Regions from separate parts of the Urocitellus parryii genome. Here all the other regions are linked to region 3. The links are chromatin contacts, called in public Hi-C maps. All regions are on one chromosome and are shown on one strand. Each heading gives the region's core, a stretch centred on a gene start, on an enhancer-like site or on the middle of the called end of the contact. The rest is flanking DNA. Distances are from core to core; before and after follow the strand shown. Region 1 holds the start of Srd5a3 (steroid 5 alpha-reductase 3). Region 2 holds the start of Clock (clock circadian regulator). Region 3 holds the start of Exoc1 (exocyst complex component 1).

Region 1 (2,854 bases), core at 139-2,638, 440 kb before region 3:
TCCCCCAGTCTCAGATTTTTTCTATTTCCAATACACACACACACACACACACACACAAAACACACACACACACACACACACACATCCCTATCTTATTACGACTCCTTCCCCAGGTCAGATAACCATAAGAAAACCTCCTGCCCAGGAAACTTGGTCCCATTATGTACTTATAAGAGACTTCTTTGGAAAGATGCCATAGGAAGGCCAGCTGCATCTCTATGGAATTAACCCAAGAACAATAAAGAAACAACGAAGGGTGACTCCTGCAGAAAGGATCCTAGGTCACACAAAAAGGCCTCATTGTCCTAGCTGGAATGTCCATTTGCCCAACCCTTATCTTTCTTGCACAAAGAAGCAAAACTTTAAACATCCAAAGAATAATTAAAATCCTACTCACCTGCCCACCTACTTCAACCCACATCATTTAGGTTACCTCACTAGGGAAAAGGGGATGAGCAAACTACCTCTCCCTTCTTCAATCCCTTACCCACCCCAGAATGTAAGATCCAAATAGGAAGCAGCACTCCTCTTACCAACCTCTCTGTCCTCAGTGTACAAAAGAGTGCCTGCCACACAGTAGGCATACAGTAATATTTCTCTGAATTAACATTTTAAAGGCTTTTTAAGTACTCAAAAGAGGTAAATTTCCATTTTCAGAAACAGAAAAAGCTATGTTGTTTTAAAATTGATGAATCGAGAAGTAGCATGGTCACTACATGGAGGTAAATATCAGAAGCAGCGGCTGATGGAGCTAAAAACTTTTCTTCTAGGGACTGGAACTCTAGTGGGTAGGGTTCTGCTGTTTTTTAAATACAATGTTTTCCTCCCTACACTTTTTATTATGTGCCATTACTTTGATGACTTTGTACTTTATATATTTACATTATACACATTCCCAACACTCTAATACAACTATTCATTTTTTGTGCATGACCTGCATTCTTAATCCACATATACACATGTTCATATTAATAAAGTTGTTTGCAATCCTATGTATTTTATAGACGGCTTTTCTGTTTTAACTTAGCATATCATTAAAGCTGTCACAGACGATTTTCTGCGTTTCTAGTCTCCATAATTGTCATGCCAGTGCGTCTAACGATAGCTAAATACACCAAAGTGGAACACTGAGGAGTGATTCCGCTTTTCCATTGGAAACAATGCTGCGGTGAAGACTTGCAGCCACGTGGTCTCGTATCCTGCTTAATGACTCTCTGGAGTTCCATCGAGGAATCCCCAGTGTCAGAGGAGGGACCGCGAGTGCGCAGCTGCAGCCTGGAGAACCGCGGCCCCTGAACGCGCGCCGCTGGGCGGTGAGTCCGGGGAGGGGCCCAGCGAGTCCCCGCCCCGCGCCACGTCATCGACGTCCAGCCCCGCGGGGCCGGCGCGCGGCGGGAGTGGCCGCTCCTCCGGGGCGGTGGCGGTGGCGCGGGTTCGTGGACGCCGGGAGCGCGGGCCATGGCTCCCTGGGCGGGGTCCGAGGCCTCGTCGCTGAACCCGCTGCGCGCGCTGTGGCTGGCGCTGGCCGCCGCCTTCCTGCTGACCTTGCTGCTGCAGCTCGTGCCGCCCAGCCTGCTCCCGGGCTGCGCGCTCTTCCAGGACCTGATCCGCTATGGGAAAACCAAGCTGGGGGGGCCGCGGCGCCCGGCTGTGTGCCGGGCCTTTGATGTCCCCAAGAGGTAACCGCGGTTGCCCAGGCGCAGACGGCCCGGGGCGCCCTGCTCGCGGGCAGCCGGCAGGGGGCAGCAGAGGCGACCTGGGCTGCGGGCCCGGCGGGTTCCGGGCGCGGCTGGGCTCTGTTCTGTAACGCTTGGTGGCCCCGGGGGCGCAGTGCCCCAGGTGTCTCCGGACACCCAGGAGCAGAACCGCGCGCAGTGTCGCGGGCGCTGGAATGTGAACTTGTGGCCGCTCGGAGCCTTTCTTTCCCGGAAATGAAAGGACATCCGAATTTAGGCCCGGCCATGCGGCGAACTAGTCTCCTTTGTCCCAAATTCTCTTCGTTCCTCTCTCCTGCACTCAAGGGGCTCACAGCCTTTCTTGAGGTCGCCGGAATTTATGGAAATGAAGGCAGACCTGCCCGTGGCACCCCAGCCCCTCGCAGTCAGATAAGACTGAGAGATGGTCATCGCAGGGATGCCACCTCCTCAGGCCGTTCCTCGGCAGATGCCCCTGGAGAAGGTTGTTCAGGGTGACACATTTTAGGCCAGTCTCTTCCTAAGCTCCATTTGACTTTCAACAGATTTCATAATTAAGTTCCGTGAAGGATTAGATCATTAGGACTGAAATAGAATTCATTCAAAAATTATGGAGACATACAGCAGATTTTCTTTCATTCATTCATTCCTTCTTTCTTCACTTTGAATTCATTCTCTCCCTCCTCCCTCCCTCCCTCCCTCCCTCCCTCCCTCCCTCCCTCTCTCTCTCTCTCTCTCTCTCTCTCTCTCTCTCTCTCTCTCTCTCTCTCTCCCCCACGTTGAACTCTTTCTTTGGCCACTTTGAATTCAGGACATACATAGGAAGAGTCAGACACTAAACAGTAGAATAGAGTAGAAATGTTTTCTACCTTTGAGTTGAATCTTAAATTAACGTTTAGAAATGAAACGGAAAGAATTACGATATGGTTTCTGATGGTTTAAACTTATGGGTTATCCTGCCCAACACCCGCGGGTGGTGCCCCAGGTCCACAGACCACAAAAGGGCCAAGTATAGAACAGTCGGTTCCTGAAACTATCCCCCACTCTTCAGTGTGGGAGAAAGATCTAGCCAGGTGTTAACACTGAGAAAGAAGGTCATCCTGAACAACAGTAATGAGGCCCTTGGAAGAAGGAGTATGCAAGGCATTGGCCAAAGACCT
Region 2 (2,811 bases), core at 120-2,619, 260 kb before region 3:
ATTTTTTTAAGAAGGGTAGAAAGCCTACTGAGCCTGACATTCTAACAGCGAAAAACCACAGCCCGACTTATCTGTCATCTGCCGGGTCAGAGGCCACGGCTTTCATCTTTCAGGATTCTACCGTCTATTCTCAACAGAACGACTTCCACGCCAAAGAAAAACACCCTCCCGAAAATACACTGCGGCTCTAAGTGTTAGAGATTACACACCAGCGGCCGGAGCGCCGGGACCATCTCCAGGGAAGCCAGCTTCGCAGGCGGAAAGGGATCCAGAAACGCCAGCCGCCGCGGCGAATCGGAGCTCGAGGCGCCCGTCAGGGCAGAAGGGAAGCCCGGCGCCGCGCCCTCCAGCCGCGCGCAGCTCAAGTCCGACGCCCCGCGCCGCGCGCTCCCCAGGGACCGTGCCCCGGAACCACGACCACTAACGGAACCAGCCCACCGGCGGCGGCAGCAGCCGCTCGGACTACGGACGGCGACGCGCGGCCGGGGCGCCAGGAGGGCGGGGGTTCCCCGGAGGAGCTGGCCGCCCCAGCGCCCCATTGGGCGCCGCTCCAAACGTGCCCGAGTGGTGACAGGAATAAAAGTGGGTCACAAGGCCTAGCGGGTCCCGGGCGAAAGCCCTCTCGGCACCAGGCTCGCTTTCCCGGACGCACGGCCGCTGGAACCGGCTGGAACCCGGTCACCCTCCGGTCACCGGGGCCGGCCGCGCACCCCAATCCCGCCCCTGCCCCGCAGGTAACCCCAGCTGCCCCCGAAGCCCCGAGGCCCCCGAGGGCCTCCGCCCCAACTCCCGGGAAGAGGCACGCTAAGCAAGACGCAAAACTTGGGCTTCAGCTCCCGCCTTCCCCTCCTTGGCCGCCGCCCCCCGGCCCCACACACCGCCCCCCGCTCCCTCCCCTTGCCCGCGCCCTCACCGTGTGGCTTGCGGCGGCTCCGGCTGCTTCCCTCCCCCACCCAAGACTCAGGCTGCGGCTACTCGGAACCGCCAACCGGCTGCGTCCAGGAGACACCGTGGCTCCCAGCGCCAGCAGCACCTGGGGCTGCGAGTGGCGCCCCCACCCACCCCCAAAAATTCACCGCTACTGCTGCCCGCTCCTCCTCCCCCTCCCTCCCTTCCCCTCCTCCACCGGCACCGGCAGCACGCATGCGCCACCGGGACAAGCCAACCGGTGGACGTCAGGCCCAGGCCCACCCGGTGGGGCGCCACTCACCGGGTGCGCGCACGCGGCGGCGGCCAGATTTACTTCGCGCTCTCGCTGCCCGGGGTTTCCTTTTTTAAAGCGGTAGCCGCAAGAGAAGTCCGTGATTGCGCTCCCTCCCGGCGCATGCGTTGTCAGTGACCCCCGGGTTCCGCGGTCAGCCGAGGCTCTGCGTTCGCCCCTCCCCTCGCGCTCGCTTTCCCCGGCGCGTCTCGGTGCGCATGCGACTTGCCCCGTTAGACAGCGCGGAGCTGCGCCAGGGAATCCCGGGCGCCCGAGACTCCCGCTCCCTCGGGCCGTGCTTGTACGCGCTCTGTGAAGGAAACCGGGATCTCCCGGCGCCCCGTTCCCTGAGCCACCCGGGAGGGCACCGGTTATGGAAAGCCTGGGAGGCGGGACCGGGGAGCTTTAGCGGTAGGTCGGGGCTTCTTTGACTTTCACCATGGATGCTGGGCAAGGAGGTGAAGAAATAGCCTCCTGAAGGGTAAGAGATCCAGAGGCCAGAAAGGGGATGCTCTCTTCCTCGAAAAGCAGAGCTTTGCTGACGCCAGGCTAGGCTTTTCCAGTGTTGGGTGGACACGCCTCAGCACTCTGATTTCCTCTCCTGGAGGTTGCGAAGATTCCTGGACCACCAGTGACCCTGGAGGCGCGCGTCTTCGAGTGCTTCTTACTGGCTGGTGGTTGGTTTGGGGAGACAGGACCGTGGGCACCTTCAGCCGCAGCAGTGGCAAGAGGTCTGGATGTATTTGCTCATTTGCAGTTTCCCCGCTGGCCTTTTAGTGAAAACCAAGTGACAGTGTAATGGAAGACTTGGGTGCAGGGATGGGGAGGTGGACACGCAAAGAGAGTGGTCGGGGATCGTAATTTGCTCTGGTTTTTTTTTTTTTTTTTTTTTTTTTTTTTTTTTTTTTGGTTAGAACAGCGTGTGAATATTTACAGCTTACCTGGGGAGAGAGGTGAAATTACTTCCCCTGATGCTTGAAATACAATTGGTCCACGTGGGGAAAAAAAAAAAAAACATCAGAGTCGAAGAACTTAATCCAGATTCCTGATCTTTCACCTCAGCATTTTTCTTTGGGAAGTGGAAAAGCATGATTTATTAATTACTCCATTTAGTAGAAGGAATTTTAATAGACGTTTCTGTTTGTTCCCCGTTCACTCCCATTCTGATAATTTCATTTGGAGAACTATCCTCCCTCTACCCAGTCCATATGGTCTGGAAAGGACATCAGGGGGAAGGTATGTTTGAGTTGATTTTGGATGTTACCTCTTTTCCAGTGGATCTGAATCTGGAAGAATGGAGGACTGGAGCCAGCTTTTCATGCACGATTAATGAGAAAGTACCCTGGGGCGGGGGCGGGGGTGGTGCAGATTCAAAGATGGTCACGGAAACCATTGTAAACTAGGTTGCTCTGGAAATTTCAATTAAAATAATAAATTCTTGGATGTGTTTTATTGCTAGAACAAGTTTTCTGTCACCCGCAATTAAGAGTCCTAATACTGTTAGGTAGCAAGAGAATAATACTGATGAAATAGGTTGCAGCCAGACAAGAGAGTTTAAATGTTTCTAGGGTCTGATGTTTGGATTTTATCCTGAAGACAGTGATCACTCT
Region 3 (2,700 bases), core at 87-2,586:
CTCATTTCATCAAGCTTCTTAGAAGGTCCTAAGGGATTGGGAAAACAGTCAAACATAATGATGATCATCAACTCAATAACTCTGCCTCAGACTGCCTCTCCCTCTTCTATGTTTCATTTCCCTCTCCCTTCCCTCATTTTTGCTCTTTGGAGTCAAATCCTCAGAAGCCTCACTTCAGGGAGACTCAAGGAGGGGAGGGGAGAAATGAGAATTAAGTTATTGAGTTGAGATGCCTCTGAGTCATCTGAATGGAAAAGCCAGGATAGGGGTGTGGGTAGACAATTCTGGAGTTCAGGGAAGTTTAGATTTCTGAAATACAATTCATTTCCCAATTTTAAGGAAGAAAGTAGCATACAATTGTCATATAAAGTATGCAAAGTATGCATTCCGGGACTGAGTAGGAAAGACATAACAGGTATTTGTAAAGATAGGTCTAGACCCTGCTCTTAAAAGGGAAGTCATTCGACGAAAATGAAAGGCATTTTAAGCAGCCTTGACTACAGCATATTAATCTCAGTAACAAACAGTTCCCTACTATGTCTGCTAATTTTCCCACCAAATTCTCTCTTGAGATTATCAGTGAAAGATATTTTGCACAGCTCATCTGTCACTTTCTCAGTGAATCCATCACTGATAGAGTGAGTTACTCCCTCTTTTGCATTCCCCTTGTTAAGCACTAATACACTGTGAACTCCTTCAGAGTGGGATTCAGGCACGAATCACCTCTCTAACGGGAAGTAAAAGTACCTGGCGTAAGTGTCATAAATAAAGTGACAGGAATGTAGAATAAATGAACCACCTGCCTCATTACCAGTAGCACTGTCATTATATTTTCCTCTCAAACTTAAATATACAAAAGCATCATCTTGTTAAGATATAGATGGTTCTGATTCGGTAGATGTGAAGTGAGCCCGAGGCTGCATTTTCTAAAGAGCCTTCAGATGATGCTCAAGCACCTGGACAGCAGAGCACACTGCAGTAAGAGTTAGAATTAAAAGTGCTTTACATATGCTAACAACAAAACAAAACAAAAAAAGATTTAATCAGCTCTCTTAAGTTGCCGCAAATATCAGAATAAACATTTATAAAGAAGGGAAATATCCCATAATATCAAATCCCCAGTCTCACTTAGGCCTCGCTCATTTGACGTCCCGCCCCTGCCTTTACAAGACACGCCCCTCCAGCGAGAGCCATCTCCCGCCTAGCCGCGCCCGTCGGCTGGCGCCCCGCCCCCTCCACATCTATTGGCCTCTCCCTTTTTCGCACCGCCTCTCCTTCCTTTTCTACGGAATCAACTTCCGGCGCGGAAATTGTCACGTGTCCGGATATGGGAAGTTGTGGGGAAACTGCAGCTTCCCGTTGGCGGTTTAATTGAGGGGCACGTCCTAGTGGTGGTGGCCGCCACAGCCCCATCCGGTCTCTGTGTTGGAGGACCCGCCTCGGCATAGCCGGGCTCGGTCCGGCCTTGCGGTAAGCTTTCGGCCGCGGCTGCTACGAGGTCCTGGCCGCGGCGGCGGCGGACCGAGGAGTGGACGGGCGGGCTCCAGGGTTTGAGCCGGTTTGTCACTGCCGCTACTGGCTCCGCGCCGGGCCTCGGGCACTGAACTCTCGCTGGCCAGGCCTCTTCCCAACCCCGCCTGATGTATAAGGAGCAAAGCCCAGTGGGAGCATCCTCCACCCCTTGCTGGGCGAATGCGGAGCTGGGAGGACAGTCCTCTTAAGTTCCTCTGCGGTTCCGCCCATCGGATCCATATTTCATATTTGACAAACAGTCCTTACCGTAGTTACGCTCTTTGGCGTGGACTAGGAGAGAAGGGCGTGACAGTGTCTTCTCCTTTGTCCTAAGGAACATGTTCTTCGAAATCTCTTAAGCGTGTGTCCCTGTCTCTAGGCAGTTTTGTCTACTAGATGATGGTGCTCCCTGCCCTTAATTGTCTCAACAGCATTCGAGGCTCAACCCACATGGCCTCACTCTGACCAACTAATTGTCATGCAGTGTAATGGCCCAGCTGAGTTTAAGGAAGCAAGAACCAACAGTGGCTTGCTGTCTCTGACACATGGTCAAACTTGGGGTTTTAGACCTGTAAAATAGATTTATATGATCGCTAGTGATTTGTTTACTGACATACAGAAAGGTACTGTAAAAACTGGAGAGATCATTACTGGACCTATAGGATGTAAATTCCATGTAAGTAGAGGTCTTGGTGTCTTCGAGAACATGTTTGTCATGTTCACCACTGTAATAGACTAGCACCTGGTACTTAGTAGACATCAGTATTTGCTGAATGAACGAATGGTCACATACAGCTTTTCACTATGACTGCCTCTTTTATGAGGTATGCCCAGTCTTCTCTTTTTACCAGTTACCATGCACCCAATCATTGCTTTAGACTAAGGAGAGACTGTGTGGTAAACACTGGCCATTATTAGTCATTGATTAGTCACTGATTTGACCATTTTTTACTGTTCAGCTCAGATTTCCTCAAGAAATATCTGTTAAGTACTTATCAAGAACACAAAAGTGATACAGCCTCCCTGCCCTCCCTCCTGTCCTTCTCTACACTCTCTTACTCTGTTAATAGGGCTCCCAAGATCCAGGAGCTTATGCTCACATGAGCCAAGTAGACAATAAGTGCTTGATTATTCAGTAAATGCAATAAGTGCTATAGAAATTTAGAGATGAGGTCAATTTGGATTAAA

Evidence for each region. A called contact is a pair of places that touch in the nucleus more often than the background predicts.
Region 1: a Hi-C map of liver shows a contact between it and region 3, with 5 times the contacts expected there. The contact joins the promoter of Srd5a3 here to the promoter of Exoc1 in region 3. A contact is called at or near these places in 2 of 2 Hi-C or Micro-C datasets (liver and muscle).
Region 2: a Hi-C map of liver shows a contact between it and region 3, with 3 times the contacts expected there. The contact joins the promoter of Clock here to the promoter of Exoc1 in region 3. A contact is called at or near these places in 2 of 2 Hi-C or Micro-C datasets (liver and muscle).

The regions. Positions count from the first base shown.
Region 1 is chr10:104,151,199-104,154,052 of mUroPar1.hap1, reverse strand. Srd5a3 (steroid 5 alpha-reductase 3) reads left to right here and starts at 1,388. Exons shown (of 5, transcript XM_026386699.2): 1 at 1,388-1,679. The coding sequence starts at 1,459.
Region 2 is chr10:103,970,517-103,973,327 of mUroPar1.hap1, reverse strand. It overlaps Clock (clock circadian regulator), which reads right to left and starts at 1,369. Exons shown (of 23, transcript XM_026386463.2): 1 at 1,211-1,369. It overlaps LOC113181121 (a long non-coding RNA gene), which reads left to right and starts at 374. Exons shown (of 3, transcript XR_003300561.2): 1 at 374-734; 2 at 1,809-1,932; 3 at 2,477-2,571.
Region 3 is chr10:103,707,059-103,709,758 of mUroPar1.hap1, reverse strand. Exoc1 (exocyst complex component 1) reads left to right here and starts at 1,336. Exons shown (of 18, transcript XM_026386268.2): 1 at 1,336-1,470.